7 separate regions of the Mus musculus genome follow, and all the other regions are linked to region 5. A link is a contact called in public Hi-C, HiCAR-type and promoter capture Hi-C data. All regions are on one chromosome and are shown on one strand. Each heading gives the region's core, a stretch centred on a gene start, on an enhancer-like site or on the middle of the called end of the contact. The rest is flanking DNA. Distances are from core to core; before and after follow the strand shown.

What was found. Promoter capture Hi-C pulls out the DNA fragments that hold promoters and counts their contacts. A called contact is a pair of places that touch in the nucleus more often than the background predicts. HiCAR-type assays count read pairs that join an accessible place to other places.
Region 1: a contact with region 5 is called in a HiCAR-type map of astrocytes, with 4 times the contacts expected there. The contact joins the promoter of Arl15 here to the promoter of Mocs2 in region 5. A contact is called at or near these places in 7 of 39 promoter capture datasets (the 3T3-L1 cell line, 3T3-L1-derived adipocytes, cranial neural crest and 3 more), 3 of 484 Hi-C or Micro-C datasets (B cells, Th1 cells and forebrain), 7 of 115 datasets of contacts at active chromatin or transcription factors (the 230-238 cell line, the NIH/3T3 cell line, astrocytes and 4 more) and 1 of 9 other capture datasets (liver).
Region 2: a HiCAR-type map of astrocytes shows a contact between it and region 5, with 2.5 times the contacts expected there. The contact joins the promoter of Cdc20b here to the promoter of Mocs2 in region 5. A contact is called at or near these places in 1 of 39 promoter capture datasets (pre-B cells) and 1 of 115 datasets of contacts at active chromatin or transcription factors (astrocytes).
Region 3: a promoter capture Hi-C map of hippocampal neurons shows a contact between it and region 5, with 5 times the contacts expected there. The contact joins the enhancer-like site here to the promoter of Mocs2 in region 5. A contact is called at or near these places in 13 of 39 promoter capture datasets (the 3T3-L1 cell line, 3T3-L1-derived adipocytes, the C10 cell line and 9 more), 3 of 484 Hi-C or Micro-C datasets (the 3T3-L1 cell line, the HPC-7 cell line and cranial neural crest) and 1 of 115 datasets of contacts at active chromatin or transcription factors (embryonic forebrain).
Region 4: a Hi-C map of B cells shows a contact between it and region 5, with 5 read pairs. The contact joins the promoter of Mtrex here to the promoter of Mocs2 in region 5. A contact is called at or near these places in 4 of 39 promoter capture datasets (hippocampal neurons, liver and pre-B cells) and 1 of 484 Hi-C or Micro-C datasets (B cells).
Region 6: a contact with region 5 is called in a promoter capture Hi-C map of hippocampal neurons, with 5 times the contacts expected there. The contact joins the enhancer-like site here to the promoter of Mocs2 in region 5. A contact is called at or near these places in 4 of 39 promoter capture datasets (the 3T3-L1 cell line, cranial neural crest, hippocampal neurons and 1 more), 1 of 484 Hi-C or Micro-C datasets (cortical neurons), 1 of 115 datasets of contacts at active chromatin or transcription factors (astrocytes) and 1 of 9 other capture datasets (embryonic stem cells).
Region 7: a contact with region 5 is called in a HiCAR-type map of astrocytes, with 5 times the contacts expected there. The contact joins the promoter of Snx18 here to the promoter of Mocs2 in region 5. A contact is called at or near these places in 10 of 39 promoter capture datasets (the 3T3-L1 cell line, 3T3-L1-derived adipocytes, the C10 cell line and 6 more), 2 of 484 Hi-C or Micro-C datasets (Sertoli cells and liver) and 3 of 115 datasets of contacts at active chromatin or transcription factors (astrocytes, large pre-B cells and stem cell-derived neural progenitor cells).

The regions. Positions count from the first base shown.
Region 1 is chr13:113,793,059-113,796,775 of GRCm38.p6, reverse strand. Arl15 (ADP-ribosylation factor-like 15) reads right to left here and starts at 2,268. Exons shown (of 5, transcript NM_172595.4): 1 at 2,080-2,268. The coding sequence starts at 2,127.
Region 2 is chr13:113,033,950-113,037,147 of GRCm38.p6, reverse strand. It overlaps Cdc20b (cell division cycle 20B), which reads right to left and starts at 1,769. Exons shown (of 12, transcript NM_001281487.1): 1 at 1,707-1,769; 2 at 1,372-1,434. The coding sequence starts at 1,769. It overlaps Mir449c (microRNA 449c), which reads right to left and starts at 1,165; the gene lies at 1,057-1,165.
Region 3 is chr13:113,698,246-113,701,631 of GRCm38.p6, reverse strand. No RefSeq gene overlaps it. Among named protein-coding and RNA genes, the nearest start is that of Gm31276, 36 kb to the left of the region's middle. Within about 2 kb of position 2,046, at least 13 of the 459 cell types and tissues checked have an H3K27ac peak or open chromatin away from gene starts, as enhancers often do. A contact at or near this core is called in hippocampal neurons, where this site is marked.
Region 4 is chr13:112,925,704-112,928,936 of GRCm38.p6, reverse strand. It overlaps Mtrex (Mtr4 exosome RNA helicase), which reads left to right and starts at 1,557. Exons shown (of 27, transcript NM_028151.2): 1 at 1,557-1,707. The coding sequence starts at 1,580. Dhx29 (DEAH (Asp-Glu-Ala-His) box polypeptide 29) reads right to left here and starts at 1,257. Exons shown (of 27, transcript NM_172594.3): 1 at 964-1,257. The coding sequence starts at 1,144.
Region 5 is chr13:114,816,350-114,819,755 of GRCm38.p6, reverse strand. Mocs2 (molybdenum cofactor synthesis 2) reads right to left here and starts at 1,519. Exons shown (of 6, transcript NM_001113374.1): 1 at 1,433-1,519. Gm34790 (a long non-coding RNA gene) reads left to right here and starts at 1,532. Exons shown (of 3, transcript XR_382937.4): 1 at 1,532-1,822.
Region 6 is chr13:113,335,709-113,339,373 of GRCm38.p6, reverse strand. All of the region lies in intron 5 of Cspg4b (chondroitin sulfate proteoglycan 4B), which reads right to left. Among named protein-coding and RNA genes, the nearest start is that of Gm41070, 27 kb to the left of the region's middle. Within about 2 kb of position 2,318, at least 21 of the 459 cell types and tissues checked have an H3K27ac peak or open chromatin away from gene starts, as enhancers often do.
Region 7 is chr13:113,616,764-113,620,108 of GRCm38.p6, reverse strand. It overlaps Snx18 (sorting nexin 18), which reads left to right and starts at 1,545. Exons shown (of 2, transcript NM_130796.4): 1 at 1,545-3,307. The coding sequence starts at 1,714.

The sequences.
Region 1 (3,717 bases), core at 1,019-3,518, 1.0 Mb after region 5:
GGATTTTAAACAGACACCATGCCAAGATTTCGCATGAGCAAACAAGCCACCTGGTAGACAAGGAGAATGGAGCGATGTATCTCACGGTTTTCTCTGCGAGTGGGTCAGCGGGAAAGCACAGTAAAGCAACCTCTCGAACTCCAGAGTTTGTTTTGTTTCCCCTCTGGTCCATTTAGTGGGGAAGGACTTTCTTCAGTGTTTTCACAGGGATACCTAACACACTCATAAAACCTGACCTGTCTCCTTTAAGACTTTGTTTTCTCCCCCACCCCACCTCCAGTATAGCCCCTGACTTTTACGGGACAGTTAGCTTCAAGGCACTTGGGAATTATTGAAAGCACACTGAAGTGGCCAAACAATGATTTTATACGAAAGCCAAAAAAAGGTGTTAGGGAAACAGGTAAAACAGATGGGCCAAGTCAAAGTGAAACCCAGGGCCCAGTGACAATGACCTAAACTCCCAGGGTAACCTTATACCTACAAATATTCATCCATCTACTCTGAACCCATGTCTACATGGCAGGTGACCTGAGCAATCTGCAATGCTGTTTTCCCTCAGGTCTTTTAGTGGGCCTGCTACCTCAAAGACAGCTATGTGCTGAAGTACTACAACAGTCTCAGCAGATCATGAGAATCCACCCCACCCCACCCCCCACCCCCCGCCCCGAATACCTCTCCGAATCACTAAGTATCCAAAATTAGCAGTACAGGTAAGATGCCCTATACTTTCTTCTTATTTGGTAATTTTTTTTTCTCAGCAAACTGGCGTTTTGTGGGGCAGATTACAAGACATAGCCATAGCATGATATGGGTAAACTACAAATCAACCAACCATTTAACTTTCAAAATAGCCTCCTGGACATATTTGAGAATCATCAACCTACAAGGACGCTTAAAGAATGTTCACAGATAGCCCACCTAACCTGGCGCAGCGATAACACCCCTTTATGACAAAGATAGAAGTCACTGCCATGAATACATAGACAGCAAAACCAAAATTCAACTGAGACTCTGACTTCGGCTCTGTTCTCAAGGTCGCGCACTAACTGGTCTCCATCCTTGCCAGTTTCTACACACCTGAATAAACCCTCATACACTGGTAACGTTACAACGCAGCCCTCTCTTTCTTGGTCTGGAAAGTATTCGGTCTTTCTCCGTACAGCCTTAAGTGTAATTCCTAGAAGGCACTGACAAATCTCTGCTAGGCCAATCTGCAGTGGAAAAACCATGTGTCCTACAGGATGACAGAAGGGCCAACACTTCTAACCCTCTACTTCAGCACTGCATGGCAACAGCCGTTCGTTCTGACACCATCCACGCAGAAAATGGGCAGGATCGAACACGGTTCATGTCAAAAAGGATCTGCTTGACCACAAACAGGCAGCTCTGTGGAAATACAATTTCTGGAACGAAAACACGAGGCTTGCACAATTCTAGAAACACGTCTAAGTGTTCCGTTCCAGCGCTGTGCTAAAAAAACTTTTCCTACCTAAACTTCCCAGCACGGGGCTGATCTCAAACCGATTGCCAAACCATGCACACCATGCACAAAAGCGGCGTGCACCACAACCACAGCCGCGGGGCAATGCCTGTCCCTGCCCAATCCTGCTCAGGCCGGGTTGCAATGTGGTTTAGTCCAGTCTACTTTCTGGTAATGTGTTTTTAAAATCCCGCCACGACCCAGGTCATTCCTTTAGAGATCTAATAACGACCAAATGACCGGACCTGCCAGGCACTTAGCGAGCCATTCTGCTTATGGCTCTTTAATAGCTCTTGGAGTTCTGCTAAGAGGAGAGCGGAAAACTCCAGCTTCCCCGGAAAGAAAGTCCTGCGCCGGGAGCGCGGAGAGGCGCGCGGAGCGTGGCCCCATCTCCCGCAGTCCCGCCGGTCCCCTCCGCGCCTTTACCTGTCAGCCCGTCCTCTCCCCCCGCCGCCGCCCCTCAGAGCCAGCCCCGGGAGAAAGCAACCCAAGGCATCCCATCCCAAAGAAAGAAAGCCGAGAGGCTGCTGCTCCAGGCAGGGGGCCATGGGCCACCGCGAGATCCGAGAGGCGACATGCCGCCGGCGCCCCGCACCTACCAGATAATCCATGTACAGAAACGCCTCAGTTATCCGGAGATCAGACATCCGGCAGCCTAAAGCATCCGGAATGGCTCCGAACCCGGAAAAAAAAAAAAAGCAGCAGCGTCTCGGGCTGCCAGCGAGCAGCTCCTGAAAAAGCCAGCAACAGCGAAGATCGCCGAGAGCAGCCGAGGAGCCGAAGATTACACCAGGGAAGCGACGATTGGCTGGGAGGGCGGGCCGAGGAAAAGGAGCGCGCTCATTGGCCGGAGTGTCTATAAAAGGCAGTCCCCCCGGTGGAGGGCAGCAGAGAAGCGCGGGACCCGGGACGGTGCTGGTTCCTGTTTGCTGGGGGAGGGGCGGGCGGAAACGCGCTGCGGCCCCGGGAGGCCGACTCTCAGCCTCTAGTCCGCTCGAGACCCGGCAAGCAGCCTGCCTGAGATTGAAGAGCAGCGGCGGCGGCGTCCCCGCCCACCCCTCCTTAAGAAAGCAGCCCAGGGCGGTGGGAGGCAGTTGCCCCGAGCGCCTTCCTGTGGCCTTGAAACGCCCTGGACCTGCGGATTAGAAGGGCAGACACCTTAAAGAAGGCAAACTGTGCAGTACTGGGGACTGCATTGACCCTCCAGGGTGTGGGTGTCTGCTACGGCGGACAACTTGAACTTGACCTTCCTGCGGCTCAGCACCAGTGCAGTCCAGACTAGGAACCTAGAGACTCACAAGTAAATTGATCACCCCAAACATTGAAGGAGACAGGCATCTGATCTTTGCATGCTTAATCCAATGTACCTGAATAGAATGAGCGGTGGGATTGTGAAAGTCCTCTAAAGGACCCAAGTAATACTGTTTGTGAACCTTATCTTAGGAAAAACAGAGCCGGTGCACTTGAGACTTGTGCGTTTCCTAAATTAAAAAAAAAAAAAAGAAAAAAAGAAAAAAAAAAGCAAGCCGGGCGGTGGTGGCGCACGCCTTTAATCCCAGCACTTGGGAGGCAGAGGCAGGTGGATTTCTGAGTTCGAGGCCAGCCTGGTCTACAGAACGAATTCCAGGACAGCCAGGGCTACACAGAGAAATCCAGAGAAACCCTGTCTCAAAAAAACAAACAAACAAACTTGGGGCCCGGGCAGTGGTGGTGCACGCCTTTGATCCCAGCACTTGGGAGGCAGAGAGGCAGGCGGATTTCTGAGTTCGAGGCCAGCCTGGTCTACAGAGTGAGTTCCAGGACAGCCAGAGAAATACAGAGAAACCCTGTCTCGAAAAACCAAAAAATAAAAAATAGAAAAATTTTAAAATTTTTTTAAAAAAGAATTACTTGGAATTGAGTGAAAATGGGAGTCAAGCGAGATAAAGACAACGGTCAGTTCTGGATTTTTTTTCTTTCACCTCCAAGATTCAGGCTAGAAAGGACAGTCAAGGCAAAGGTGAGACAAGATAAGCATGCCATTTGGAGTTGGGTATGGAGAGGAGTAAAATATAGAATGGCAAGAAAATAAAAATCAAAATTGAATCTACTGGCTTAGTGCAACTGAGACTTACTAACCCTGGAGTAAAACAAAACAAAACAGAACAACTCCTTTTAAGAAGTTATTACTTAAACACATATATCTTGAAAATTATATCAATAAAGGCCAGCTCTGTCTGTACACGTGTATTCAAAAA
Region 2 (3,198 bases), core at 520-3,019, 1.8 Mb after region 5:
AAACAAAATTTATATTACCAAGCTATACCCATGTTTTAAAAAAAAAAACTTTTAAGAACTTTAAATGTGGTTTTTGATGTTTTGTTTGTTTTTCCCCCTTGGGGGTGGGGGGTTGATTGGCTAATTTTTTTCTAGACAGGTTGTTTTTGTGTTTTTTTTTTTTTTTTTTTTTTTTTTTGTAGCCCTGGCTGATGTGGAACTGCTGTGTAGACCAGGCTGGCCTGGAGCCGGGAGATCCACCTGCCTCTGCCTCCCAAGTGCTGGCATTAAGTGCTTGACTAAGAACTCTGTATTCTTATACTTGGGTTTTCCAAATTTAATGTTAAGTTAAAGATGTTAGCAAAGTAAAAATGAATTAACAAAAGTTCAATTGAATTAGGCAGTAAAGTATCTAGAAGATAAAATAATTTGGGCAGGAAACATAACTAAAGACACAATGTAAAGGCTTTTAAATGTTATTTCTCTATAGGTGACATTAGTCACTGCATTTTAAAAGGCCAGCTATATATTTGATTTCAAGCGTCACTGATTGAATATAGAAAAATGTATGTTATCTAGAAAAATATTCAAATGGTGAGATTTTAGCTAATAATCTAAATTTAAAAGCATGTGGGCTATTTGGTGTAAAGAGAAGTAAGTGGTGCTAGAGATGTGAGTCAGATGAGGATTTAACTTTTTCATCCATTAAAGAAAGTACAGGAGCTGGAGAGATGGCTCAGCGGCTGAAAAGAGCACTGGCTGCTCCTCCAGAGAACACAGATTAGATTCTCAACACCAACAGGGCGGCCCCCAAAAGCCTGAAACTCCAGTTCCAGGCGATCAGAAGCCCTCTTCTGAGCTCCGCGGACACCACGCACACACGTGATGCACAGATATAAGTGCAGGTAAATAAACACAAGGTAATAAAAATGAGTTTCAAAAGAACACTCTTTTAAAAAGAACTGCAAGCTTTGGGTTAGAGCTTTAAGGGGCAGAAATACTATATTGGATCCAGCTTTTAGTAGCTGTCTTGAAGACACCTCCTTATCCACCAGATGGCACTATTTCCACGTCTTTGCATGCTTCTGAGTGCAGCAGAGGGTAGTGCAGCTAGCAACTGTTGGGATAAAGTTCTAACAGCCAGCTAGCAATGCACTGCCTGCCTGACACACCCACACTTCATCCTCTGTGGAGCCGGACACTGGGAAGCGCCCGCTAAGCAGGTATAAGTAGCTACATCAGTTGTGAGAATCCATTTCTTAAGTCTTCAGATTCTGTAAAGGTTTTTAATTTGTATTAATTCTCCCATAATTCCTGCAAATGCCTTCTATAGCAAGAATTAATTTGCTCGAGATCAGAATGAAGACAGAAGGGCAAGCCCAGAAAACTCACCTTGGGGGAACCTTGATTTCGCTGCTGCTTCATGCCGTTGGCGAGCACCCGCATGATGTTCTCCTTTGGAAATAGATTAACATAAGAAGGGAGAAAACTCTAGGAAAATCGTCACGGAGAGTGGGGAATTGTTTTGAATCCTGGGTTTGCTGATTCACTCATTCTTTCTAAAGCAACCAGGTATCTCCAGAACTTAAATTTCACACCGTTCAAAATTTAAACTAGGCTGTAGAATTTCATGGCATCTTTTGGTCCTTACTGGGTATTACAAACCGTACCTTCTGCAAGAAGCCCCATGGGAGGGTTGGGTCAAGAAAGAAAAGGATGGTACGCACCCACAACATCTCTTCTTCCGTCCGGATCTTCCTCCGGGCGGTGCGTTGCAGTTTCCACTCCATCTCCGAGTGAGTGCGCTGTTCCTGGACGCCTTGCCTCTCCCCCTCAGGGGCTAAGCAGGACCACGACTTCCCAAACCGCTAGCCTCGTCCCCCTAAACCCATCAAACCTGCCCTCCTACCCCCGAGACCCTCGCTCCTCCCACAGCTCCTGGAGCGTATTCCCCAGGGTAACCTTTAAAAAGCCCGCGGGGCGGCAATCAAAGCGGGAACCTCCTTCCGTCGGTCCCGCCACAGGCCAGCGCCTCGATGACGTCAAGTCTGGGGTGTCGGGGTGCTCGCTCGGGTCCCGCCCTCCTACCCGCGCCCCCGCACTGGGCCTCCCGAGCGGCGCGCGCCGCAGCGCCAAGCTTTGCCGCGAGCAGTGGCGGGCCTGAGCCTCCTGCCCGAGCCCGCAGGAGGTGCGGAGTCGGCGGGTAGAGAAGCGGGGTTTTTGGAGTTCACTGTTGTTTTCAAAAGCAAAAACGTTTCGTCCTAACTGACTCTAATCCTTTTTTTCCGTTCCCCTCTCCTTTTCTTCAACCCCACCCTGATTATCAAATTTGGACGCGTGCAGTAATTCTCACCCTTCTGTTTACTGCTTAGTGATAATCGCTTGTGAAAATTCCTGAACGTAAACATGTCTCTCAATGAGCATGTTAACTCCTCTGTCTTCAAACTCAAACTCAAAAAAGGGGGGGGGGGTGTCTAGGCTGCCGAGAAATGCGTTGACATTTCCAATTAATAAATTATCCGCACTGTCCACTTGGGGAATTGGGGAACTGGCCAAGTTCTCTTGCTGGATCTTGGGAGCTACTTCATAAGCAGGAAGTTTGTGAGAGAGGGAAAGAGCCAAGGAAAGCCAGTGAGACAGCTGACCAGGCCTAGGACTGGATCGATCATGAAATTGCTCGAGGGTCTGGAGGGACCTGGAGACGACTGACAGACAGGGAGCCAGATGGGCTGCTCAGCCTTGCCTGCCCATCTGAGCTGCCAAGGCAAGCTGGGCCATATGGCAGGAGACTAAACTGTCTGAGCAACCTAGGAGGTCCAGCAGCCAGGTTCTCTGCTCCCAGGTCCCCATCCCAAAGTGACAGCAGATTGCATTTTAACTCTAATAAGTTGTTTTGTGCATGCTGGGGCTAGGAGATTCAAACTGCTCAATAACTTAAGCCCACTCTAGTACGTCTGAAAATTCAAGAAATACCGGCTTCGTAGCAACCCAGCTCCCAGTGTTCCAATGACAACGGTTGAAAATGTGTGCTGGTAACCCCACATGAGATTTGTCAGAATGCTTGTATTAGAATATCTTTCTTACCCCACAAGAATGCTACTTTTCTTGCAGTGTGATCAAATGCTTACTCATTCCAAGCCCCAGGAAATCCCTTCTGCAAGCATTAAGACTCAAAGTGAACCATCTTTGCATGAGTCAGGTATATTGTTTAATGGCCAG
Region 3 (3,386 bases), core at 797-3,296, 1.1 Mb after region 5:
AAGTCTAATCACTTAGCTTTTAGAAATCCATTATTTCTTCCAGACAGCAGCACTTAGGGGATCAGAACGGCTTATTTCAGAATACACACTGAGAAAGCACAGGACACTGGAGCTTAGCGCCCAGAACCTCATGATCAAAGATTTGTGAAACTAACAGCTACCACACAAAGAAGATGTAGCCCTTAGGATGCATTTTTGAGTACTCCTATGAGATCACAATCTAATTGCGGTGTAATTGCCAGCTGCTGATAATGTTTTTTCTTCCTACAGTTTGTGCTGTCTAGGGTTTGTGCTTCTATTAGGGCTGAAGCTGAATAGGTGACTAGGGTGGCCCAGGACACCACAGCAGCAATAATCAGAAGTAAAAAAAAAAAGGGCAGATCTGCTGAATTCATTTCATATCAGAAGGTACAACACTCAATTTCCTTGGCAACCAATTAAGCTAATTGTATTGAATTGTCAGACCTCATTAATGAAATTCTGTATAGATAGTTTCTAGCATTGCAATGATCACCTGGTTTCAAAGTGAGAAATTGAATACAGGGGGAGAGATGTGGTTTTTAGCCTGCTTTTACTGTAACAACTCTAATCGGGAAAAATAAATAAGACACAATACAAAGGGATGCTGTCTACTATGAGAAGTAATGAGAGAAACAAAATACATTTGCAAGATGTAACGAGACAGTCATAGAGGCGCAGGATGGATAACGGCTGTTAAAACGGTCAGGCAGAGGACAGAGATTCGCATCACATCACTGTGTCAGGCTGGAACCCCTGCTCATCTCCTGCACAAGCTGGGAAACCCTGTCTGCCTCTCCCAACTCTGTCTAGAGAAAACTCCCTCGCTCAAACACATCATCACCCTTGTCTCTGTGTTTCCAGCAACCCACCCAAGAGTGCCCGCTCAGGGGCTCATTTTCTGACCATGTATAGACATAATCCCAGCTCCTAGCTCTCGAGTCATCAGCCTACACCAAAGACCCATAAAACCCCCTTGCTTTAGCCTGGATTTGTGACTTCACAGACCTCCACCTGTGAGATTGGTGCACCCACCTGAGAGCTGCCTTCTAATAAGCCTGCATTATCTACTTTTAACCCGGTCTAATCTGGCCTATGTCTGTGTCACCGTGGGATAAAAAAACAAAACAAAACAAAACAAAACAAAACAAAACAAAACAAAAAACAAAAAAACCCTATCACAATGTATTGGCTTAACAGATTACTTGTAAATAGCATGATGGGGCTCTTTTTAACAATCACAATGGAAAAATATGGCCTTTTCTCTTTTGGTAACTGAAATTACTGTCTAATGATTCCACTATTACTAGCACATGTGACTCTTGTGCTAACACTTCATAAATTATATGAAATGACCTGTCTTCTGGTTAACATGGTTAAAATGGAAGTTGGATCTAGAGATTCGACTAGATTCAAGTTAACGCTGACACAAAAAGAGCTAAGTGACACTGTGAGAAAGCAACTGGACACATTGCGCATGCGTAGGCACGCGTGCCTTCTGTAACAGGATTGGAATGGGCTTCAGAATAGAAAGGAAGACTCTGCAGACACTAAAGGGGCAGAAACAAATCCAACACAAGGTCTTTGATTGGATTTTGGTTAAAAAAGCACACATTGGGTGAATGTGACTATTATTGTTCAAATACGAGGCGGGGGGTCTTCACAGGAAAGACACAGCAAAGTAAAAAGAACTCAGTCATAACTCATTTGATGAAGAGACTGCAGAGATGTATGGGCAGGGTGAAGGAAGCAGTATGTTGCTGATACATCGTGGCTTGGCAGAGAAGCCAATGCCTGCCCTTCTGAGAGCAGAAGGAGCGAGCCTAGGGAGAGTGATGAGCTCAGAGTAGCTGCCTAACGAGAGAGTGGCAGATGCAGCCAACGCCATGGCACTGACTTGGTGGGGAGAGGAAGAGAAAAAGCAACCTGGCTCCTCCCCGGCTCTGACCCCACTTTCTGGTTCTTGCTTAGTGTGCCTCATTGCCTCGCCTGTCTATGGGCACCTCCCATTGGTTGATGTTGATTGGCTGTAGAAGCCAGCCTCTCCCGGATCAGAGCTGAGTAGATAAGCCATCTGAGGATCAAACGCCGGGGGAGTCTAAAGCACAGCTGGGTGTTCACAGTGGATTAGAGAATTATCACTAATTGTTAGGTGTGATAACGGTGTTGTAATTATCAGAGACTGAACGGCTTTAGGTGTTTTTTAAAAAATGCATGCTAGAGTATTAAAGGATAAAATGCACGATGTTTCACATTTGTTTTGAAATGGTTCAGCAGGACATGCCAGTTTAATGAAGTGATAGATACGAAACAAGTATAGGAACCGGTATATTGGACTTTTTTCCTTCGCCAATGCCAGCTTTACACATTCGGGCTCCAGTTATGTCACACATGAAGAAGTGGTTCTTGCCCCTTTCTCCTAAACCAGCACCTGGCATGCAATAGATGCTCAAACACGGCATTTGTGTTTGTCTTGTTCACACACCCCTCTCTCATGGATGTTCATATATCCTGGATGTTTGAAATAACCTTCTATCATAAAGAAATTTATTACATGATTTTTTTTTTTGTTTTAAGAACAAGGACAGCTGTAAGGGGTAAGAGGGCTATCAACTAATATAGTACAGTAGTCAATCCAAGAAAACTAAAAGAGCTTTGAATTTAAAGTACCATGTGTATTTCATATATGGAAGCTTTAAAAGTCAGCTAAATGTAGAGTAGCCATGGCTGGAGATTGGGAAGGGGGTGGGTAGCTGGGGAATGAAAAATGAGGTTATTACAGACCATATGGATGTGTAGAAACATCAGTCTGAGCCTTAGTAAGGTGAATAATTCATATCCATCCGTAAAAGTGAAAAAAAAAAAAAAGAAAAAAACAAGTTCCAAGCGAGTAACAGAAAGGAAGTCGCTTTCAAAAGAGGAGAGAGATGATAATGGAAAACAGGAAGTCGGTAGAGGGGGTGCTTTGGTTTAAGGTCCACTGTTCACCCTTCCTGTCGTTAACAACCCCCCCCCCATTTTATACTTTTCCTTTCTCTCTGACACAAAAAAGAGGGGTAGTTAGGAAGATTGTGGATCATCAGGTTGCCATCCTTATTAAAAGCATCTGTTGCCAAGTCTATCCACCCATATTTTGGTCTCTTATTGATGAACCTCTTGAGAATTATTGTCTTTCGAGCCTTTAACCCTCATGTTATTAAGATAAATATATACCTGTGTAATCTTTATTACTTCCTATGTCTCTAAACAATACACTCGGGTGGTGCAGGGTGATAGTCGTCACTGAACCTAGACCCACCCTTTGGTCTTTCGCAATCCTGTTGAGGTGGGCTGCTTGGTGTGGTGAAAAGCCCGGCTAGCTCAATCAG
Region 4 (3,233 bases), core at 308-2,807, 1.9 Mb after region 5:
TTATTCCTACCATGCTTTACAGGATTAACTTCTAGACAGCTTCTAATTTCAGCTCAACTATCACTTTTCATGACTCCTCACCATTGGGGGGAAAAAAACCGAAACAAAACACCCTGCTAAACACTCATGGGCATGCTCTCTCTCTCTCTGAAGCTTAACAACTATAAAGCACGACTGTCTGTGTGATTAGTAAATTAGATTCCTAAGCTGCTCTGGAGCGAAGGTTTCCATTTTTTTCGGTCTTATTATCACCAGTCAGATGCTTGGTATTTATGTATCAATAAGCACATATGCTTGCAAGTTTTTTGTTATAGAAAAAAATTACTGCAAGCAAACAGATCAAACAGAACAAAACAACATATAATTTTGATGTTTTTGAAACTAGCTGAAAGAGTGGCCGTAACTAATCACCTTCAAGTTATCAAATCAATCTGCAGGGTAAGCAAAAAAATGCAAGGATTTGACAAGCATAGAATTTTACTGTAAGTCAATCCAGTGTCCAATGTGTAAAGTGTGGTTATTCTTAGGAAACACTGACTTTTCTGGAACATACAAGGATATTTATGTAGATAGATGCTGAAGAAGACATTAAGATCTGACAGAACATGGAGCTGCATCAAGCCAGAAGCACTTCCCTTAACAACTCTCTTAACTAGCGGAGCGGCTGTTCTGACAGCTCAGAGTGGATTCCTGCTGAACAACAGCAGATGCCATGACTCCGTTCTTAGAAGGAGAAAGAAAAAAAAAAAAGAGTGAGTTAGAAAGGCGAAGCCACGCTGTAACAGAGTTACTTTTGTAACTTTAATGGCCAAAGGCCCTTAGACCGATCTACAAGGCCACCCCACCCACTGCTCAGGTGTGGAAGATGTCTAAGTTTGGATCTCATCAGCTCACGTTGTGAGTCTTTGCTGGACAAGAAGCAGGGTCTGAGGGCAGAAGGCTGGGCACTGGGTCAGGGCTTACCTTGCTTCACTCGGGGCTCCCGGGCGCCGGTGGGGACGGCGGGCGCCGGCCTGGCCACCGGCTTCTTGCTCTGGGCTTCCCCAACAGCTCCGGCCTCTGCACTTCTGGCTCTGGAAGCAGACACGGCGGCCCGCATCGCCGCAGCTCCCGGCGCCTTGTGTTTCTTATTTTTGCCGCCCATGTTTCAGCTGCAGGAGAGTAGTCTTCCAGATCCAGATCCCCGCTGCGGCACAGCAGAAGCCCGAGAGCTCTTCACGTTTGCCGGCTCCCACGCCTCCACCCAGCCTCCTCCATCCGGGCTCCGCGGCTGGGGCTCCGGCTCAATTGGCCCGTGTCCTCAGACTCCGCCTCTCGGCTCCCGGGAGCGAGCGGCATGGCTGCTGTCGTGCGCCACTGGTCGCTAAGTTTTTAGTCATTGAACTGCCGGACTCGCAGTGGTTGGAAGAGAAAAGGGGCAGGACCCAGACTAGAAAGGAGAAAAGTCACGCGGGGCTCAAGGCTCGCTCACTTTTGACTCCTCCGGGCCACCGTCGAGTCCCCCCATTCGGCGTCACTGTAGGGTACGGTCGCGGGGCCTCTTGGGTAGGAGGGAGATTCGGTCTCAGAGTTCCGAAAGATGGCGGATGCTTTCGGGGATGAGCTTTTCAGCGTTTTCGAGGATGATTCGACCTCTGCAGCAGGAGCCAAGAAAGACAAAGAGAAAGAGAAATGGAAGGGGCCACCAGGGTCTGCAGACAAGGCCGGGTAAGGAAAACCTCTGAGCTCTTTTTCTTCTCGTTCTTCTTGTTTTTGATGCCGGTAAAGGAAACACGACTCAGACGAGGAGCACAGAAAGTGTTTGAATGGAGTCAAGAGGCTAAGGAGATTGAGGGGAAAAAAAAAAAAAACCGTTGGGGAGAGAGGAAAGGTTGATTTTGCGGGAGGGAGGGCGGTCTCGGTGTTCGTGCCTGTCCGGCCGCAGCGTGGCTTCCTTAGGCCATGCTTTGGCTGTAACCCCAGCTTAGCAGGCCAGGTACGGCTTTGCTTGCGAGGCGGGGCTTGTCACCCACAAAACCTCTCACATAGTCTTTAAGCAGCGAGGCACTAGATGAGCCAAGGGGGAAGACATGTAGGGGGTTCTTAAACCGCGAAGGCAAATCGCTACCGAAGGAAGAGATTTAATCTCCAAGTTGTAGTTTTCCCAAAATAAATTAATAATAATAATAATAATAATAATAATAATAATAATAATAATAAAGTCAGATTCAGGATATCGCTATGTAAGTTGGGCAGCCCTCGAACTCGAGATCCTCTTATTTCAGGTCCTTAGGGTTGGAATTCCCAGAGTGCCCCTATGACACTCGGTCAAACTAGTTTTCTCTTCCGTTAGCGTTTTACACTTGATGATTGATTCGGTCCGTTATTACATGAGTAGTTGCAAAGTACTGGTTTAAAAAAAAAAAAAAGCTATGTCTTTCTGCTTCTTACCTGGAATCCAGTCATAAATTAATTAATTTAAAAAATCATTGCTCTAGGGCTGAGGACATGGCCAGTGTAAAAGACAGCTTTCTGTTTGAGAATGAGGACCTAGTTTCAAATCTCTAGTACCCACATAAAAAGTGTGAGCACTGTAACCCCAGCACAGTGGGGCACAGAGACAAAAATTGTTGGGCCTGGCTGGTTGCTAACTTAGCCTCTTGGTTGTATAAGTGAGAAACGCTGTCTCAAGGGAGTAATGTAGGATGCTGGAAGTCCTCTGGCCTCCACTGTATGCTCAAGTGTAGGCGCCACACAAAGAAGACACAGAATTTCCCTTATTGTCAGTTACCTTCAGTTCTCAAGTTGAGGAATTTCCTTCACCACACTGACCCTTGGACAAGTCTTTGGAGCATTTTCTTAATTGCTGATTTATGTGGGAGGGCAGCCCAGTGCGCTATGGTGTGTACCTTCCTGGGCAGGTGAGCCTGCACTGGGTGATGGAGCTATAGAAACCCGTGAGCAGCATTTCTGTGGTCTCTGCCTCCGAGTTCCCATTTTCGCTTTTCTGAGTGATGGATTGTAAACACATCAGCTGAATTAAGTCCTTTCCTGTCTAAGTTGCTTGTGGTCAGTGTTTTTATTTATTTTTATTTTGTTATTATTATTATTATTATTATTGTTTTTTGTTTTTTGTTTTTTTGAGACAGGGTTTCTCTATAGCCCTGGCTGTCCTGGAACTCACTTTGTAGACCAGGCTGGCCTCGAACTCAGAAATCCACCTGCCTCTGCCTCCCGAGTGCTGGGATTAAAGG
Region 5 (3,406 bases), core at 270-2,769:
TTTTCATCTTAGGCTATAAAAGGCAGAACTTGCATTTTTCTGTCTTAGAAATTAGAAAAATGATTGTAAATTACATAAACATATCTAGGGGGCATCCACTTGACTGCTTTTCTAGTAAATTATCTATGGTGTTCCTTGTGGTACTTGGATGTTTCTAAATACCAGAGTTTTAAATTTTCAAGAATTTTAAAAGAACTAGTACTCTTGTGTGAGAACACACATACGCACACTCACACGTAATTTACACATTTTAGAAACCTTTACATGTTCATCATATGCACTCTATAACGTTAGCTACCCAGGATGGAGACTCTCTAGCTCCTTCCACAGCTCTGACGCTTTGATTTCCTGTGGCACAGAAATGGTCTCCGAGCGAACTCCGGCTATTTCAGCACTTTTTGCAAAATACAACACGTCAATCTGAAAGGAGAGAGGATAGTCTAAATAACCCGCACCAAGAAGGCTCCTCGCTCCCCAAATGCAATGGCTCACAAAACTTCAGTATTGGCCTGGTGGTGGTGACACATGTCTTTAAACCCAGAACTGGGGAGGCAGAAGCAGTCAGATCTATGTGAGTTCAAGACAAGCCTGGTCTACCAGAGTGTAGTTCTGGAGAGCCAGGACTACACAGAGAAACCCTGTCTCGAAAAACATAAACAAACAAACAAAACACTTCCATATATCTATAGATTCATATTTGAGACAAACGCTTTAAAATCACTTCTGATTTCTGCCTACTGTTCAGACCTCTCACAATCTCAAGCTTGTGTGGCAGCATTAAAATCCTACTAAATTTCCTTAGAAAACATGCTAAGTCTGACTTGACACGGAATCGATTCTTCCATCAGCCGCGAAGCAGAGACAGAGGTCTGAGTCAGGGGGTGGATTACACAAGTAAATTAAATAACCCAGTCAGCAAAGGCCTAGCTTTCATTTCACAGTGGTCAAATGACCTTTGATTCCGTCCTACATTACGATTGAGTTACAAAACACAGAACATTTGACATGCAGCAAAGCAAATGGGCTTGAATTACAGGATCAACTGGTAGTTTCTAGGCCAAACCCGTGTAATCAGCCTGGGAACTAAGGGACCTGACTGTGCACAAGGTCTCACCTGTCACTCAGTACAACTCGGTCTCTCCACAATAATCACGGCTGCTGCAAACTATCCTGAGCCTGTCAATCATTGGGTGATGCGCATTTCCTCACAATAATTCCTAACTAGGAGCGTTTTAATTTTAAAAAGTGTCAAAATAAATCATCCGGAATGGTAGGGAAAAAAACCGTCTAGGTAATCGGTCGTGAAGGCCATGACCTGGACACCAGAGTTCGGGGACAGAACTTGACATTCAGCGAGCAGCAGGCGCAAGACCCGGAACCCGGGAGGAGTTAGAGAGGAAGGGGCGCCCCAGCCGCGCGAACCAACTCTTACCTGGCACCTAGGAACCATCCCGCTACACACCGCGAAGCCAGTTCTCCAACCCCTAGAGGCGCCGGTGACTCAGAGCGCATGCGCAGCCGGATGCTCCACCTTCTGGGTGGTGCTCAACCCCGGGCGTGTGGACACTGCGCCTGCGTACACTTCGCTCCGCCCCGCCACGCCTCCTGCACCCACAAAAGTTTACTCTGCTTTTGGATCCCAGTGCTGCGACCTCTTGTGTGACCCGGCAGGGTGGCCTTCCCCAGGCTAACCTATGCGGCCCCTCCATCCAGTGTGGGATCCGGGTTCTTATTCGCAGCGTGGAGACGGTATCTGACTGTCACTTCAGTGTTTTAGGCGCTCAGGAGTTTCTGAGCCAGCGACCCCATCCAGACTTCCTAGGTACACATCTCTGCCTTAGTTGTCGCGTGGGTACGTGGATTTAAGTGGCCCTCGCTGGGCGCTCAGTCCGGGTTAACCGTAACTGTGTTCCAACTGTAATCTTAGTAAAAACCTTACCTTTCAGTTGAGAGTGGCGGGGGGCGTGGCTGGGTCACCTGCTGTAGGAAGTCTCACCGAGGAGATTCTTGTGCCAAATACATTTGCCAAAATAGTAACAAATACGGAAGGAAAGGACATTTCACGTTCTGTGTCAAGCTATGGGAACGTAAAAATTGGGTAATAAATTTCCAGAAGGAAAATAGTTGGCAAGATGGGTGTACTCAGTTCAAGGAAGAAATAGAAATGCAGAAGGGGAAGGGTGGGCAGAGGGGAGTAATAAGCCCGATTATGATTTGCATCAACATTTATTTTGATAAGGTTGCTAAACATTAAGGTTAAATATTTATGTCCACATGCTGTTAGGTAAACGAGGAAACTGACAGTCACTCTGGGCTCCTGGGTCGTTTCCAGTGACAGCAATGAGCAATATCTTCAATAGGCTAAGAAACAATGCATAGTTCAATGTGGTTTTGCAAACAAACTGGTGCATATAAAGGCTAGAGCCTATCATTCCTGCTTGGGGGCGGAGAGGGCAGGTGGGACCTCAAAAATTGCCTAAGAGCTCTTCCTAAAAACTTCCTTTGGTGGACTCAGAGATGAGACAGGGTTAAGCCTGTGCTAGGCTGCTCTGCCAGAGGACGCAGGTTCAATTCCCAGCATCCACATAGGCGGTGCTCAGACACTCATACAGGCAAAACACCCACACACATAAGAAATAAAATCTTAACAAGGACAAAGACAAAGCTCAATAATGTTTTACTCTATTCAAATATTAAAAATCCAATTATGAGACCATGACATCAGGATAATGCCATTCATTTTGAAAATATCCTCTTTATTCTACAAGATTCTTAGGGCTGAGATGTTGCTTAGTGTAAAGTCACAATCCACAGCACTGAACAGTAAAAATTTTTAAAATTCTTTTACAAGTTAAAAGAAATAATGTTTTCAAATGGCACACATTTTCCTGCGGTTTTTCTGTTGATGGATTTAACTTAATAGCTTAGTTAAAAAGAAAAAAAATTCTTTGTCAGCCTATTCCAAATCTTGTTGGGGAAACACGCTGTCTCCTTTCTGAGTTATTAGTGGAGTGAGTCTTTTCAAGGTTTTTGGCCTCTAGTACTTCCAGTTTCTATTCATTTTTTTCTTCATTACTCAAATAATAAAAAAAAAAAATACAGCCCTATCTTAAGTTCTGATTGCAAACCAGACTAATACCAGGATATTTTCATGTTATGCTGAAGACTTTAATGTTATTTTAGTTACAAACTCATTAATTACATAAGTGGGTAATTAGAATGGAACATAATAAATTACTAGGAATAGCCTAACCTCTTTAGTAGCAAGGTTATTGTTTTGCTTAAGTTACAATTTATTATAAAAAAAATCTAGTCACTATTTTCTCAGTCTGTACTAAATGAGATGCCATTTAGTTAAAAATACAGACATAAATTTAGATAAAGACATTTCCGCCTTATTTCTAGA
Region 6 (3,665 bases), core at 1,069-3,568, 1.5 Mb after region 5:
GATTAGGAGGTGGAGCCTTGGACTCAAAAACTTGCAGTTAAGCATTTTCTTTTGTTAGATTCCTTGGTCATGGTTTCTCTTCACAGCAATACGAACGCAACTAAGGCAATTCACTATCTTGAAGAATAACTCATGCCAATAAAAACAGCACTGCTAAAAATTCAAATTCTTGAGTTCAAATTATTTTTGTGCAAAAACATTGGATTTTGGTTTTGTCCAATGATAACCAGGGTTCAAGTCACTGTGTTCATATTTCCTAGCAATATAACCTTGTCCACATCTCTTAATCTCTCTGGGTTCTAATTTCTTCATCAGTAAAAAGGAATAATGGGGATATTATCTATGTTGTACTTAGCACAACCTCACCTGACATACAGCAAGTCTTTAGTAAATACTAGCTTTGGGTAGCCCATTTTCTTCACAAGATTTGGCTCTGAGGATAAGACCATATCTGGCTGTTGTGTTATGGTACTATGTGGCAAGCTAGGTTCTTCTGTGTGTGTATCACCAAAGATACACACTCAGCCCAAATGTAACTTCCAAAAATATTAGATTTACTTTATTTGTATGTATGCATGTCTATGCATACACATATGTGTGCAGGTGCCCTGGGGAGCCAGCAGAGGGAATCTGATCCCCTGAAGCTAGAGTTATAGGTAGTCTTGAACTCTGCAATGTGGATGCTGGAAGGCAAACTGCAGCCTGCAAGAGCCGAAAGTGTCCTAATCAGTAGGCCATCTTCTCAAGCCATTGAGTGTATTGTTCTTTAACACTACTCTACTTTAACACTATACTAAAGCCAGCCCAGTTCCATTAACATCATGAAGGCTATTTCCTATCACACACTGCATATATTGCTTTACTTCACATTACCCATCATGGGAGGGGGCATTTACCTGTTAACAACTTAATTTCTGACTGTTTCTCTCTCAGTCTAAGGACAATAGCTTTTCAGTGTCTACTGGAAATACAAAATTAACAGTGTGCTCAGATTACAAGGACGTAGGCTTAATTTAACTTGTGGAAAAGCCACGGTTTCTATAAAATATATACGTGGGCCTGTTTAACAGTACCATGACTGCCAGTTTCAGGCTTTACATTTTTAAATCATTCCCTGTAGCTTATTTTTATTTCTTCAGGAATGAAAATTAACTTGAGAATGTGCTGTCATTTTCCTTCCTGTAACTTGTAGACCCTGATTATTTTTTCCCAATCAGGAGCTTAGAAGAGTTATTTTTCCACTGTAGTTCCTCTAAGGCCAAACACTGCTTTCCCCTGTCACCTCTGGAATATACCACCTTCTAAAACAAATGGGGAACCTGTCACTAGCTCAATTAGCAGTCCCATTGCTTCAAGGGAAGCTCTAGTTTAGAGCCCAGCATTGGGTCACAGTAACTTCAGATATGTGGAGAGAGGGACAGCAATGAGCTCAACCTTGAAGCCAGATTTGAAAGTTATGTAAGGTTCAATAAGCAAGTGTCTGAGGACAAACCACACTTGCCCTGAGGACAAGCCACACTTGCCCTGAGGACAAGCCGCACTTGCCCCTGGGGGTAGTACACGAAAATTCACCTCTGCTTGTTAGAGGAAGAGAGGCTGACCTCCTGAGTTACCAACTGTGTCTACCCAATGTCATCATAGTTGTGCTATCAACATTTAAAGACTCTGGCCTTTGGATCAGGTTTCAGGGGAGTTGTATAGAGTACTCTGATGAGCTGCCCTGCTGTGTGGCATTCTGGAAGGCCACTGACTTTTACAGCCTCCACGCTTCCACTGCACCTGGTTTGCAAAGCTCCTTCTAGTTATTCTAAATAATTGCCAAAAACAAATAAGTGTGTGTGGGGGGTGTATCTCCAAGGGACAGTCCTTGATTTGCACACACTGGGTCCTGGGTTCAATCCCCAGCACCATACAAAGCCAAGCCAAGCCTATCTTTAAAGTAAAAACAAGGCAAAGCATTATAGTATTATATTACAGGTCTTTTTTGAAAAATGGGAAAATGAAGCCCCCTCGTGGCCAGAATTTTATGTGGCCTGTGTAAAACACCACTTAAACTCAAAAGCACTCTTAAGAATGGATTTGAAATGTAAGTGAAGAAAATATCTAATAAAGTAATTTTAAAAATCGAACGACAACAACAAAAAAAGAAGGATGGATTTCAGAGCAGAATACAAAGGAGTCACTAGGGATAGCATAACTCTGAATCTGCTTTGTCAGAGCACAAATAAATGACCCCATTCATGGCCCCCAATTCCCTTAGAGATGGGCCCGCCCGCCAGCCCTGCAGTTTAAGGATGTGTCTTGTTCCTGCAGGAGAAAGGCCTCACTTGAAACCCTACACCAGAGAAGGCAATGCTTAGACTCTGCTCTGAATCCCCAACCAGAGTCCACCATGCCACCAGGATCAATTCCCACCTCTCCCACGCTCTTCTCCAAAGCAGACTGGGGTGGACACCCTTGCTATCTACAGGCCCTGGCAAGACTGGGAGGAAGAAAGCCATATAAGGTCACCTGAAAGCTTTAATAAAATGCAGATTGGAGAGAACATGAAATCTGGGTCAGGAAAAGGTACCTGCTACCAACCTGAGGGTCTGAGTGTGCCCCTGGGACCTGCATAGTCGAAGGGGAAACCAACTCTTTGCAAGTTGTCTTCTGACATCAATACTTGTGTATGGTGTGTGTGTGTGTGTGTGTGTGTGTGTGTGTGGTCCCTTTACCGTATATCCCAAATAAATCAATGTGATTTTAAAAACCCATAAATCTGAAGGCCTTGTGGAAGTCACATTTTGCCTCTGTCCCAGATTCTCTCTCTGCTTAATGTTGTTATTTGGGCTAGTCATATCTACTGCCCATATCACACATCCCACCACTAGTCTCTCCAGCCCAGACCATGCTCATTATAGAAGTAGCTTACCTCCAAGCCACACCCCAGCCCTTTACTTCACCCCTACCCTTAACTCTGTGGGAAGCTCATACTTCCTCCAGGTTCTTGGGTTCCTATACTGTAACTGTGCAGGAGAAAGCAGTAGTGCTTCATTGTGATCACAAGTTCACACCTTAACTCTGCTATATCCCCGAGGCTCTGTCTGTCTGTCAGCCAGTCTGTCTCTCTTGCAATCTTAGCCAAGAGTCTCCTGTGCTATAGTTTTCCCCTTTTTTCAAATAAAAACGATACCCTACAGAGTTGTTGAAGGCTTGTGTCACAGGCTGAGCCCAATACCAGGCACAGAATAAACATTTCAGCAGTATTAGCTACCGTGTGACCAGAAAGTGGTCATTATCTTCATCAACCAATTGCTCTGAAATAAAGAGAAGAAATGCTGCTGTCAGAAATGATCCCTACATTTGAGAGGAACTACCCACACATCTGCTACTAGACAGTGTGCTCAGTTAGCCGTGGCTTTAACTAAGTGCATATGCTGTCCACATTCACATCCAGAAAAATGGACAGACCTGATAATCCTTTAATATTATTGGGAGTTGATTCATGACACTCCCTGCAGTGTGGTCAATGCGCTTAGCTGTTCCATGCTAATTTGCCATCATTGCCAGCCACTCTGGTGGGAAAGGGAGAAATAGCTTGAAAACAAAGATAACTGGGGGCAGAAACTAATAGCATATCTTGGATCCTGTGAACTGCCTAGAGCAGACTTTCTAAGAGACGA
Region 7 (3,345 bases), core at 296-2,795, 1.2 Mb after region 5:
AGCTGTTCAGTTGGTGTTGACTTTATGTTTCCGACTATGGCAAGTTGAATCTCACTGATTGGTCTCCACGACAATCGTCACATTCGGAATTTTGAGCTGAAAGTGCTTGCTGCACTTCAGAAAGAGCTCAGGAGATTGAGTTAAGGCTGTGCAATAGGAGGCCCAGTGCGGGTGCCGAGTGTGGTGTACTTTCGTTAGTGGCTTTGAACAGGATGCTAAGTTAGCTGCCGTGCTTAGGAGAATGGAATCTTCTGGTCTGATTGCTGGATTGCCATAGAAGGGGTCAGAGGGCAGGCGGAAATTCATGACACGTGACTGTAGAACTCCAGTTAGAGGTATCCTCAAAGGATTAGGCTAGACTCAGTAAGCGGAGCGTGAGAAAATAAGCCTTGGGCAAATTACATATTGAAGGAAAAGATTTGAAACAAGGCAACCACGGGATATTGACATACGTCTATTAAACTCTCAGGAAGTGATTTTTGATCTACTTAACATAAATTTATTGAAAAGGAGAGGTTTTGTCAATGACCTAGGAGGAAGTGTAAAGTTGTAAGCCTGTTGCGTACCACACCTATGACAGCTCTAGTTATAACTAGTTCTAGGACCCTTCTTTCTCTCTTAGAAAAGAGGCCAGAGATCGCGTTTCCCCTCATAACAGCCGCAGCCAACAAGTGGACAGTGCTTACCGAGTATATTAGCATTTCACTTCAGTCACCTGTAAGATAAGAAAGCCATTATCACACAATCCACAAACTCTCAGAGATAAGGACAGCGCAAGTGACAGGCTCAAGGTCATACAGCCAGTCAGAGCCAGAACCGAGCCTGGCTCCTGCGCCCTGGGCCCTGAAGCCTGAGCTTTCATTCGCTGCACGTGTGCTAGCACCCAACTCTGCACGTTCACTGGAGACTTCTCAGCTCTCTTTCCCTGCACCACCCTTGCCTCTGGTCAAACAAGGATCTTCCCGAATTCCAGCTTTGTTCCAGGCTCCACTCCTTGTGTACAAGATCAGAGAGTACAGGAAGGAAGGGAACCGCACCTTTAGTGACAAGATGAGGATCTTGTGAGTTACTACACATTAACCCTGGCAAAGACGTACTTATCAGTGCAACAGCTAATCTTCTTTGTGAACGCCTTTATTACAAGCTTGGGTTAAGGTCATTTTAAGAGCATTTACTCTGAGAAGTAACAGCTGGCTATCGTAGATATAAATAATCTATTTAAAAACAACAACAACAAAAACCCCAAAAACAACAAAAAACAAAAAAAGAACAACAACAAAAAAAACCCTACCCCACATTTTCTAACGTACAAATCTAAACAATTTCAGATAATTCACTTCTGAAAGCCTCCCACCCACCACGTGGTCACTCAAGCGCGCGCCTTTTCCGTAGCCGCCACAAGGTGGCAGCGGCGGCCGCAGAGTCGGCGCAGGCACGGCTGCTCGGCCGTCGCTTGCTCTCGTCTGGCACGCGGCTCTCGGCAATGGATTAGCTCTGCTGGGGACGTGGGCGCTCCGGGCCCCGCCCCCGGCCGGCGGCGGCCCCGAGTTGCAGTCGCTGCTGCGAGCCGAGCCGAGCTGCACGGAGGGCGAGAGCGGAGCGGGGAGCGGACCGGTGCGCTGCCCTCCAGGCTTCCCTTCGGCGTTCGGGGGGGGGATCCTGACTGCAGGGGCCCTCGGACCGGCCCGAGCTCGGGGCGCCGGGCTCGGGACCATGGCGCTGCGCGCCCGGGCGCTCTACGACTTTAAGTCCGAGAACCCCGGTGAGATCTCCCTGCGGGAGCACGAGGTGCTGAGCCTGTGCAGCGAGCAGGACATCGAGGGCTGGCTCGAAGGGATCAACAGCCGCGGCGACCGCGGCCTCTTCCCGGCCTCCTACGTGCAGGTGATCCGTGCGCCGGAGCCTGGCCCTCCGGCCGACGGCGGCCCGGGAGCTCCGGCCCGCTACGCCAACGTGCCGCCCGGCGGCTTCGAGCCTCTGCCCGCCGCGCCACCCGCCGCCTTCCCGCCGCTGCTGCAGCCGCAGGCGTCACCCGGTTCCTTCCAGCCGCCGGGCGCCGGCTTTCCCTACGGCGGGGGCGCCCTGCAGCCGTCGCCCCAGCAGCTCTACGGTGGATACCAGGCCAGCCTGGGCAGCGACGATGACTGGGACGACGAGTGGGACGACAGCTCCACGGTGGCCGATGAGCCAGGCGCGCTGGGCAGCGGCGCGTACCCGGACCTCGACGGCTCGTCGTCGGCGGGCGGCGGTGCGGCCGGCCGCTACCGCCTGTCCACCCGCTCGGACCTGTCTCTGGGCTCCCGCGGCGTCTCGGCGCCCCCGGCGCACCAAGCGTCTGGAGCCAAGAGCTCGGCCACGGTGAGCCGCAACCTCAATCGCTTCTCCACCTTCGTCAAGTCGGGCGGGGAGGCCTTCGTGCTGGGAGAGGCGTCAGGCTTCGTGAAGGATGGGGACAAGCTGTGCGTGGTGCTGGGTCCCTACGGCCCCGAGTGGCAGGAGAACCCCTACCCCTTCCAGTGCACCATCGACGACCCCACCAAGCAGACCAAGTTCAAGGGCATGAAGAGCTACATCTCTTACAAGCTGGTGCCCACGCATACCCAGGTGCCCGTGCACAGGCGCTATAAGCACTTCGATTGGCTGTATGCGCGCCTGGCGGAGAAATTCCCAGTCATCTCGGTGCCCCATCTGCCTGAGAAGCAGGCCACCGGGCGCTTCGAAGAGGACTTCATCTCCAAACGCAGGAAGGGTCTGATCTGGTGGATGAACCACATGGCCAGCCACCCGGTGCTGGCGCAGTGCGACGTCTTCCAGCATTTCCTGACCTGCCCCAGCAGCACTGATGAGAAGGCCTGGAAACAGGGTAAGCGGAAGGCTGAGAAGGATGAGATGGTGGGCGCCAACTTCTTCCTCACTCTGAGCACCCCACCTGCCGCCGCCCTGGACCTGCAGGAGGTGGAGAGCAAGATAGATGGCTTCAAATGCTTCACCAAGAAGATGGACGACAGTGCGTTGCAGCTCAACCACACCGCCAACGAGTTTGCGCGCAAGCAGGTGACTGGCTTCAAGAAGGAGTATCAGAAGGTGGGCCAGTCCTTCCGGGGTCTCAGCCAAGCCTTTGAGCTGGATCAGCAGGCCTTCTCCGTGGGTCTGAATCAGGCCATTGCCTTCACTGGAGACGCCTACGACGCCATCGGCGAACTCTTCGCTGAGCAGCCCAGGCAGGACCTGGACCCAGTCATGGACCTGTTAGCACTGTATCAGGGGCACCTGGCCAACTTCCCAGACATCATCCATGTTCAGAAAGGTAAAGCTTGGCCTGTAGGGCCGGTGGCACGGGGTGTT